2 separate regions of the Mus musculus genome follow, and region 2 is linked to region 1. A link is a contact called in public HiChIP or PLAC-seq data. All regions are on one chromosome and are shown on one strand. Each heading gives the region's core, a stretch centred on a gene start, on an enhancer-like site or on the middle of the called end of the contact. The rest is flanking DNA. Distances are from core to core; before and after follow the strand shown. Region 1 overlaps Plekhm2 (pleckstrin homology domain containing, family M (with RUN domain) member 2). Region 2 holds the start of Rsc1a1 (regulatory solute carrier protein, family 1, member 1).

Region 1 (5,348 bases), core at 2,438-4,937:
ACACACACCTGACATACACACACACAAATACACATGATATGCACATATCACACACACACACACACACACACACACACACACACTCACACAACAGACATAGACACACACAGACACATGATACACACAAACAGACACAGACATACAGATAAAACACACAGACATGCAGCATATAGACACACAGACAGACATACACCCCCAACACCCCACACAGACACACACACACAAATACATATGATATACAAAGACGCACACACACACACACCCCTACATACCACACACAGACATCCCATGCTCTTAGGGAAATCAATGTGCTTCGGGAGTTAATTAGAAAATAACTGCCCCCAAGGAATAAGGAACCAGTCCTAGAGCCAAGGGTGTGTCCCACAGATGTCTGAAGCAGCAGCTGTGCATTGCCTGCCTGAAGGTGTGCAAGGCATGCAAGGCGGGGGCTCCACCATCACACCACAAAAAAGAAAGGAAAGAGCTGTCTAGACCAGCAACGTTCTCTTGATAGCTCTTGGCTTTAGAATCTCACTTTCCCTGGTGTCTACCATGGCCGAATGGGGCAGCTACGTTAATCTCAGAAGCCAGGCCCATGAGATGCTCTGGCCTCTTTGGGGTTGGCATTGTCCTCAGACAGTCATCTCCTTAGGCTTGCAGTTTCGCTTGCTACGATTTGTTACTGCAGTCTGGAAATACGAAATGGATACTTCCAGAAATAAATAATTGATAAGTTTTCAAAAAACTGGAAGCTAGGCATAGTGATACACACCTTTAATCCCAACTCTTGGGAGGAAGAGGCAGGTATCTATGTGAGTTCCAGGCTAGCCTGGGCTACTTAGTGAGATCCTATCTCAATAAAAATTATTTATTCATTTTTATTTTGTGTGGATGATGTGTGTGTGGCAGTGGCTGGGGCGGGGGGGCGCATATGCTGCAGGATTTGTGGGGAGGTCAGAGGGCATCTTTGTGGTGTTGGTTCCCTGCTTTCACTTTTATTTGGGTTCTGAGGGGTGAACCCAGGGGGACAGGCTTATGTTACAAGCATCTTCACTTGCTGAGCCAAAGCACTGGCCCCTGGTTTGTTGCCGCTGTTGCCTTATTTCCATGTATTTCAGGCTGCTCTGTGGAGAAGCACAAAGCCAAGGACACTCATCCTCACCTCTCAGACAGAGCTAAGACACTTCAGGCAATGTGCCGTTTCCCCGGGTGGATAGAAAGGCAGGAAGACACTGAAGCAAGAATCCAGGCCATAAGTCAGTCCCCCTCCATCTAATCCTGCTGACCCAGAGGCATCCTTTATCCGAGCAAACAGGCGTAGCCAGGCTTGGCCACACCCAGCAAGCTCCAGACTGGAAGATGGAGTTCTGTGTTCCCTCCCTTGCCTCCCTCCAGTACCAAGAGCCAAGGCATCTCACCAGATCCAGGTCGAACCGAATAAACTCCAACCCAGACACCAAGGTCAGGAAGAGAGTCAGGTGATCGTGGCTGCAGACCAGGGCGTTCCTGCCAGACAGAAAAAAACAACCCGGAGACTTCTGAGGCTGGTCACCAGCATGGCTCACCCACACCAGAAAGCCCACGGTGTTGAAGTTGGACACATGACAGTCCACCCCTGGATGGCACCCAGCTCATTCAGGCATGCCCCACTCCTCTCCCTCTCTCCTGTTCTCTCACTGGCTGTGAGGTCTCCAGAGATGGGCCTGGAGCAAAAGGCTTACCAGACTCTCGGTGGCTGCTATAAACACCCTGTCCCTGAAGTGTCCCCAGCAAAGGGGTAGGCAAGCATTGGGTGTGTGGTGAGTCTGAGGCCAAGGCAGACTCTTCAGAGCCCGGCTGGGATGCTGGAGGAGGCCTCAGACTGCCAGCAAGATGTCACATGCTCTACAGTCACAGCCCTCAGTAGGTGACACTGAGCTAGGCCTCTGTCTCCGTGTGACAGGAGGCTTTGGGCCGAGGCTTAGGGAGCTGGGGACCGGGCGGTTCAGACACTTACCTGACATAGTACTTCTGTAGCAGGCCCAGGTTCTCCTGGAACAGACGCAGGTAGCTCTCCAAGGAATTCTCATTGAGGGCCAGGTAGAGCCAGGCTCGGCCTGCAGAGAAGCCAGGAGTGACTCAGCTGCTGGGCAGTTCTGAGAAAGTCAAGGATGCTGCCCTGATCCTGCAGGCTAACATGGTTTCTGACCTGGGACTCCAAAGGTTTCCTTGTGTACCAAGTTCCCCTTCACTTCCTCAGTGACCCGCCCACAAACTGTCACATGCAGGGGAGAAAAAAATGAGGCTCTGCGGAAGGCGTGGGAATGTCAGCCCCCACTGCCACTGGACACTACAAGACAGACAGACAGCTGCCTCAGGCCGACCCTGGCAGGACCAGAGCTCCCCACAGGGGAGCGGTTCTACTCACTTCGCCCCAGGTTGGTGGCTACATGCTGTAGCACCTCAATTTGCCTGATGGCCTCTCTGCGGGTAAAATGGACCACGAGCACCCAGTAGCCAGAGGACAAGTCTTGCAACCTGTGAGGATGGGACAGCAGTGCTGGGCTGAGGCGGGCTGTCTCAGGCAACCAGGTGCCTCACTGTGGCCTGCCTGAGTGAGACAAGCCTCCCTGTGCCCGGCCCCCACAGCACGAGGAGGGGACTGAACTCACCCGTACAGCAGGGCGTGGTCCAGGTGCTCACACAGGCGCTGCAGGACCTTGTCGTGGTTCCGGATGGCAGGGGTCTCGTCCTCACATGCTGCAAAGTAGCTCTGCAGCTGAAAGGAAGACGACAGTGCTGACGAGGAGCGGCTCTGGGTATATGGCGTCCTGGGATGGCCCGTCGAGTCTGCCCTGATCTTGCCCAGGAGGTTTCCGAGGGCAAAGGCTCTCAGGAGGACTTTGTGTAGATAGCCTTGTGAGGGATGGCCAGCTCACAGTGTGTTGGGCACTATGCTTTGGGGCAGGGGGATAGGCTGTGCTTGCAGCCTGGGCATCATACACAGTGGTATCTGTTATCAGACATAGACACACACACACACACACACACACACACACACACACACACAGAGAAAGAGAGAGAGAGAGAGAGAGAGAGAGAGAGAGAGAGAGAGAGAGAGAGAGCCTGTTGGTAATATCTGAAGGCATTTAAAAAAGATTCCCAAACACTTTAAAAAATATCAAAAAAAATATATCATTTATTTAATGTGTAGGCCCTGCTTGGAGCTGCCCTCTGTACACACCAAAGTCTGAGAGGCTGGGTCACCTGCTTTGATGGCTTTCCTGCCAGAGGCTGACATGGACATTAGATGTACCCGAGGAAAATGGCCACATCTAGGTGTGTGCCAGATTTGTGTCAAGCCCCGTGCCAAGAAGGACTCTGTTCCCAGAGCTGGACAGGGGGACAGAGAGAGGGTGGGAGGGAGGGAAAAAGAGAGCCAGGGAGAATGAGAGAAAGAAGGGGAAGAGAGGAAGTCTGAGATCTCAGAGGACTCTGAGCTCTGAAGCACCCCCAGCCCACCAGGATGATAGAGGCCAGGAGCCTGAGATCTATGCAGCCAGAGCAGAGCCCTCTCCTGTCACCTTCCCAGTGGCCCAGATGGAAAATGCAAGAAAAGAGCAGAGATCCCCATACACTGGGGGTGGGTTTAAGCTCCTGGGACCACTCCGCTCTCAAGTGTTTTCTGGAAGCAGCTGCAGTGGCAGATCAGTCACACCAAGAGGCACATGCTCTTGGAGGGAGGCCAACCATTGAACTCCCACAACAAAAATAGCCTCTTCTCTATGACCCGGAACAAGCCCAGCAGCCAGGCTGACTGGGACTGAATTCTCGTTCCGGGTCCATGCTAGGCAAGACACAGCCACTCGAGAGGCTCTGTCGCTGGCTATCCCACCCCTGCAGACCTTTGTCTTCTGTGCTTAGGTCTTTGAGCGTGAAGTTAAGGGTCACCTGTACTACTTCTGGATGGGTGACCCATTTTTTTTCATATTTATTAATGACTTAGCCTCTTTCCATCTGAGCCACAAGCCTTTTCTAGATTATTCTGTGTTGTTGGTCTGCTGTCTATTTCCAAATCAGTCCCCATTTGATTGCCTCCACTTTCCTCAGCCCTTGGACACCGGCAGAAGTTCACTTAGCCCCCACCCTGCTATTCTTTTACAAAACTGTTATTCCAGCCAAAATTTACGTTATACTTATAGGGGGCACATGTGCACATATGGAGGTCAGAGGACAACCTGCTGGTTCTCTCCTTTTATCTTATGGATGCAATCGGGGATCGAACTCAGGTCATCGGGTTTGGTGGCAAGCCCCTCTGCGTGCTCAGCCACTTTACTCACCCCAAGCCATTCTCTCACCATCAAAGTTCATCACCATTCCATTTTGGGTTTTTTTGAAAATTTGTTTTATGTGTACGGGTGTTTTACCTGCATGTACGTTGTGAGCTGCCATGTGGGGGCTGGGGATGCAACCCTGGTCCTCTGGAAGAGCAGCCAATGCTGAGCTATCTCTCCAGCCCCATCTCGGATTTATAATAGAATTATGCTGAACCCAGAGACCAGTCACATGGAGAGTTGATGGTGTTTCACAGTATCCAGTCTGGCCCAGGAACACAGGCCCCATCCCCATTTGCTCAGTCTTCCTTGGGCCCCGTGGGAAATCTGACAGATGTCTTTAGATATGTCCTACACATATTTACACTTTGCAAATATGCAAACATTGCAAAAATACAGGGTTGCAAATCTATACATGATTTCATGACTCAGAACAATCTACAACACAAAACCATTTTTTTTTTTTAAGATTTATTTATTATATATAAGTACACTGTAGCTGTCTTCAGACACTCCAGAAGATGGCATCAGATCTTGTTACAGATGGTTGTGAGCCACCATGTGGTTGCTGGGATTTGAACTCTGGACCTTTGGAAGAGCAGTCGGGTGCTCTTACCCACTGAGCCATCTCACCAGCCCACAAAACCATTTTTTAGGAAAAAAAAAAAAAAAAAAAAAAGCACACACCACGGCTCAGCATCAAAGAGGCTTGCTGCCAAGGCTGACGACCTGAGTTCAAGCCTCCATACCCACAGGGTAGCTGGAGAGAACTGACTCTCCTAAGTTGTTCTTTGAGCTCTAGACATGTGCCACAACACATATGTAACCCCCCCATACACATACAAAATAAAAACATATAATTAAAACACTGCAGGGATGCATACGGCAATGGCACAGGGGGCGGAGGCAGGAAACGGGAGCTAAGCCTGGCACTGCCACACAGTGGCACACCTCAGAGAGTTACTTGACTCCCTGGCTCATTTTTTCTCCCCTTTAAAATGACTTAAAGGGGAAGTCGGGTGCTGGTGGCCCACA
Region 2 (4,725 bases), core at 1,964-4,463, 42 kb after region 1:
TAATACTTTCATTTTAATAAACTCTCAACCTGGAACCTGGAATTATCCTTAAAATCCTTTTCAAGAAAAGTAAGATTACAGATTCCTGCCAGACACCTAAGACAACAGTTTATATTCCAGGAAAGGATTCTTTCAAACCTATCCAGAGTGATTATTGCACAGTGGGGCCCACGGACAGAGACTTGCAAGGCGAGGGCTTACACTAAAAAGGCCACAACAAACACAGCTACACATTCTGCCCCACTCTAGCTCAACTTGATGAACACAAACATGGATCCTGCTTAGAAAGGAAACTCCTGAGGAAAGAAAGGGATGAAGACTGCACCAAGGCCACTGTTGTCAGAACTTCCATTGTATTTCCACCGCCATGAGGGGCGCTCACAAACAAGTACCGAGAGAGGGGCCAGGGACAAAAGGCTCTCCCAGCACTTGCTCGCTGTCTCACTCAGCTCCGACTGAGCATGAGAAGAACTTCCTAGCAGAAGTCTTCCTAACAGAGTCTGCACAGCCAGCAGGCTCCTGGCGGTCAGCCCTGATCACTGGGAGGGCTGGGGTGTCAGTGAGACGCCTCGACCCTGTCTCTAGTACACGCCAGTGTCTGTCTAAGCCATTATCTTTAGCTCAGTCCTTGACATTTACAAATGGAATTATGATCGCGATTTTTTCCTTTCCCTTTTAAAATACAAGTAGCACCAGGTTTCACGCTAATGTGAATTTCCCCACACCCTTCCCATGGTCATGAAGGTATTTGGCAATCAGTCCATGCAGCAACCTATGATGTACAAACAAGGTAGCCCAAGGTGTAAGCCCTCCCGCTCGCCCTACTTAAATGTCAACCCTGAGCACACAAATCAAAACATACAACTCTAGAAGTTATTATCTTCTCCTTCTCAAAACATACAACTCTAGAAGTTATTATCTTCTCCAGCTTCCTGTTAAAAGCCATCCCCTGCACACAGCACAGCCAGAGCCACGGCGGGCAGCTGATCTGTCCTAGCTCCGTAGATGGCAGGTTCCTCATGACTCCTGCTTTCAAAGCACTCACTCATTCTAAAATGGTATGCTATACACAAAACCATCTGCTTTATTCCAGAATACATCATCGTCATGAGAATAAAAAGCTTTGTATGCACACACTGCCAATACATTTAAAAGGCCCAAATGTTAACAAGTAGAATAGACAAATTCAGACAAAAGATCATAAATTACTTTGGCCGGCAAAAAAAAAATCTGGCTCAACATTTTGCTTGCAGATTTTCTACACATTGTGTGTGTGTGTGTGTAGTATATTTGTGTGAAAAGGGCTTTTTCAAAAGGAATGACGTGTGGCCTAGCCCACTTCCCACAATTATGTTGGGACTACAATGTTCTTTGCTAACAAAACAAGAAGGGCAAGGTCTGCATTCCCACCAACTCGATGCAGAGCCCCGAGCGCTTCCTGCAGAGTGAAGCCGGCACCAAGAATCCTGTCAACATCTGCAGCAGGAAAGATGAACGGTGGAAGAACGGAGGGGGTGGACAAGGACTGTGTGGGAGGTTGGTCCAATCCACTACGGGGCAACCCAGCTCCAGGGCAGACACTGCTGGTCTCCGGCCTGTCTGGGCCTGGATTATGCACATGCTCTGAAGGCTGACTGTGGGCACCCTCACTTGCTGCAAGTTCAGGTGCTATTTCTACCCCTGAGGTGCAGGGCAACTGCTCAGACAGTTTAGCTGAGGTTATGGCGACAGAACAGCTCTTCCTGGCTGACTCTGTTGATCTGCGGACATCTTCTCGGTCAGGTGACAAGCCATCACCCAGACCTTCAAAGCTAGTGGATGCTTCATCTTCTACCGCAGCACAAGGGGCAGTTCCTACGATTTCTGTCTTTCCTGATTCAGAGGTGGCCTGGTGACAGGAGCCTTGTGAGTACTGGTCACTAGGGGTCAAATGCACACTTTGGACCCTTCTTCCTGAAAGGTCTGAAACACTTGGTTGGCTCTCAGCTCCTATCTCTGACTGACAGGTAACATGCTCAGGTGACTCTTCTGAAGCTGGCTTACAGCTAATGACCAAAAGCTCATGGAGTTCTTTCAAGGCCACTGTGACAGATGAACAAAATTCTTCTGCTGATTCCACAGAGGGCTGACCGTGGCCACTTAGAAGGGAAGAGGAATTGTCATCTTTGTTATCCATTGTAGACATGTCAACATTATCTTCTGGGAGCTGCAATTCCCGAGTCAAGATGGAATGTTCCACAGGCTCACAGGACGGGTTAGACTGTAATGTCTCCACTTCCATAGTGGGATTATCTGAAGCGAGATGTGCTACACTAGGGCTCTTGATGACGGCATCCTGCCTGCCTGTTGAGCTGCACATAGCAACCAGAGACTGTTCAGCTGTATCTACTTCCATCAGGGCTTCTGAGCATGGACAGCTACAGAGTCCTGAAGCTGGAAGACCCTTCTCTGCACTGGGAAGATGAGCGTGTCTTTGTAGCTCACCTTTCCTCAGAGCTTCCAAACTGACAACTTCTTCATGAAGCTCAAGGTCTTCTGCGTCACAAAGACAGCCCTGGTCCTGTGGAACACTCTGCTGTCCAGCCTCTCGCTGTACACTCCCTGTTTCTCTGTGCTGCTGAAGGCCGTTCACGGGACTTGGGGTCTGATTTTCTGGATGCCAACTCTTTTCCTCCGCAAATATCTGTGGCTCCCGCATCCCAGTAGTTGTGAGAGTTAAACTAGCGTCCTGTCTTGTGTGGAGATACACTCTGAGGCCCTGGGTTCCTTTCTCAACAGATTTCTCCAGATTACCTGCAACAACGGCTTCTTTTGATGACTTATGGAAAGGCATGGCTAGACTCTGCTCTGCTGAGGAAGCAAGGTCAGGAAGAACCTGCAGAGGAGGAGGGTCTGTTTTCTTAGAGTTTGTCTGGAATTCAGCTGAAGCCTTCGTAGCCTCCATAGCTAGAGATTCAATGCTATTGGGGTCACCGGGCTTGATGGCGCAGACGGAAGCAGAAACAGAGCGAGCGAGACTCGTCGGGCTACCAACCTCAGGACTCTGCCCTGAAGGAGCTGGATGGTCAAACCCATCTGAAGTCGGCAATGATGACATTCCCAGTGAGGTAGATTCTTTACTGCTTTTCTCTGTAATAAAGAGAAAAGAGAAAAAGATTAGCTAGCAGACCACTAACTTATCAGAGTTGAATCCTCAATAGAATAAAAGCAGGCCTTTTAATTTAGGTCTCTCTTGCAAATATGCTAAAAAAAAAAAAAATACAAGAATCTTTCTCATGGTGGCAAGGTAGCATCTGTCACTGAAGCTGAAATGGGTGTGTGCTTAATAAACATTAAAATTCCATATGTAAAGAAAGCACTATTAGCGTGCACTTCACAATGGATGGGTCAGTGCTCACACTTAAAAGATACTTATTGATGTATTTATTCACTCCAGAAAGGCTCTCACTGCACAGCAGAGCTGGCCGTAAGCTGAGAGGCGCCTGCCTGGCTTCTGCAGTGCTGGGCTATGGGAGCGCATCACCACACCAAGCAGTCACTTTATTTCTGGTGATTTTTTGCATCTTCACAGGATGATTCTCATGACAAGGCTTTTTCCCCTCTTTAAAACAACAACAAACAAACAAACAAAACCCAATAGGTTCTCACTCTGTAGCCTAGGCTGGCCAACTCACTATAGTAAAGCCAGATAAGCCTTTAATTATCAGCAATCCTTGTGCGTCAGCCTCCTAAGCACTGGGGTTACAGCATGGGCCACCACTGTTGGCTCCAGTTCGCTGTTCATGTTTCAAGTGTAAGCACAGGTGTCCAAAAGCAAGCACGCTGGCAAGAGAGCAGGGCAACCAAGAGAGGTGGGGTTTACATGCCTGGAGAGCTCTAGAAGACAGACAAGTAAACAGTGGATTTTATTTCTAGCCAAGCTTTTCAAAAACCATGGTAAAACTAAGCACCCAATTCAAAGAACAAAACAAAAAATGAAGCAGACAGAATTTTATTTATCTGTTCAACCACTGTGCATTCATACTTGAGGCCTCCACATTTCCTGTACTCTTGACTTCATGTATAAGGACGATGGCTCCCAGTGTCAGAGCTATGGGTATGCATTACTGTTCTCAAATTTCTGTAGTGCTCTGGACCAAACCAACCTCATCTTACATATGCCAGGAGGCCTTCTGCTAATCCAACTACATCTCTAGCTCTCTAACGAGCTCTGTTCAGCCTGAAACGTGTGGGAGTTTCCTGCTTTAGTGTGAGTGCTGGGATCAACATGCAGGATTACGCCCAGCTTCTCAATGCTGTACCCTCGTACAGCACAACAGAACTGACCAGGCGTAGGCACGTCACTGAATCCACAGGAGGGCAGAGGAAGAGTGTAATCATTCTTTGATAGGCAACAATAACTTACACCCACCCGAATTTGATTGCCCTTCAAACTTGATGCGGAAGCCACAGTGGTCCAACTCCTCTGGCACTATTAAAAACCAGCCTCTAACCACCAAAAATATCTTTAATTAAAAGGCATAGATTGCTATCAACCCTGGAAATATTGGTTCCTGGGTTATTAAATTCAATTCAGATGCTTTGTGCTGAACACTAACATCAGTGTGAGTGCTGGTTTTCCACTGGTGAGGTCACACAGAGTGCAGTTATGATGCTAACATCACTAATTAATTCATCAGACCCCGCTGAGCTGCATGAGAGAGAGGATGGGCCTGCTGGAAGTTG

What was found. HiChIP or PLAC-seq counts read pairs in DNA pulled down with a chosen protein or histone mark.
Region 2: a contact with region 1 is called in an H3K27ac HiChIP or PLAC-seq map of heart atrium, with 11 read pairs. The contact joins the promoter of Rsc1a1 here to the enhancer-like site in region 1. A contact is called at or near these places in 8 of 39 promoter capture datasets (the C10 cell line, HPC-7-derived erythroid cells, frontonasal cranial neural crest and 4 more), 7 of 484 Hi-C or Micro-C datasets (bone marrow-derived macrophages, common lymphoid progenitors, granulosa cells and 3 more), 5 of 115 datasets of contacts at active chromatin or transcription factors (bone marrow-derived macrophages, embryonic stem cells, fibro-adipogenic progenitors and 1 more) and 5 of 9 other capture datasets (adipose tissue, embryonic stem cells, liver and 2 more).

What each region holds. Positions count from the first base shown.
Region 1 is chr4:141,639,999-141,645,346 of GRCm38.p6, forward strand. Plekhm2 (pleckstrin homology domain containing, family M (with RUN domain) member 2) reads right to left here. Exons shown (of 20, transcript NM_001033150.2): 2 at 2,652-2,758; 3 at 2,408-2,517; 4 at 1,997-2,096; 5 at 1,419-1,506. Among named protein-coding and RNA genes, the nearest start is that of Slc25a34, 19 kb to the left of the region's middle. Within about 2 kb of position 3,688, at least 91 of the 459 cell types and tissues checked have an H3K27ac peak or open chromatin away from gene starts, as enhancers often do. A contact at or near this core is called in adipose tissue, bone marrow-derived macrophages, granulosa cells and 2 more, where this site is marked.
Region 2 is chr4:141,682,503-141,687,227 of GRCm38.p6, forward strand. Rsc1a1 (regulatory solute carrier protein, family 1, member 1) reads right to left here and starts at 3,214. Exons shown (of 1, transcript NM_023544.5): 1 at 1,061-3,214. The coding sequence starts at 3,097. The coding sequence ends at 1,349. Ddi2 (DNA-damage inducible protein 2) reads right to left here. Exons shown (of 10, transcript NM_001017966.2): 10 at 1,061-3,129.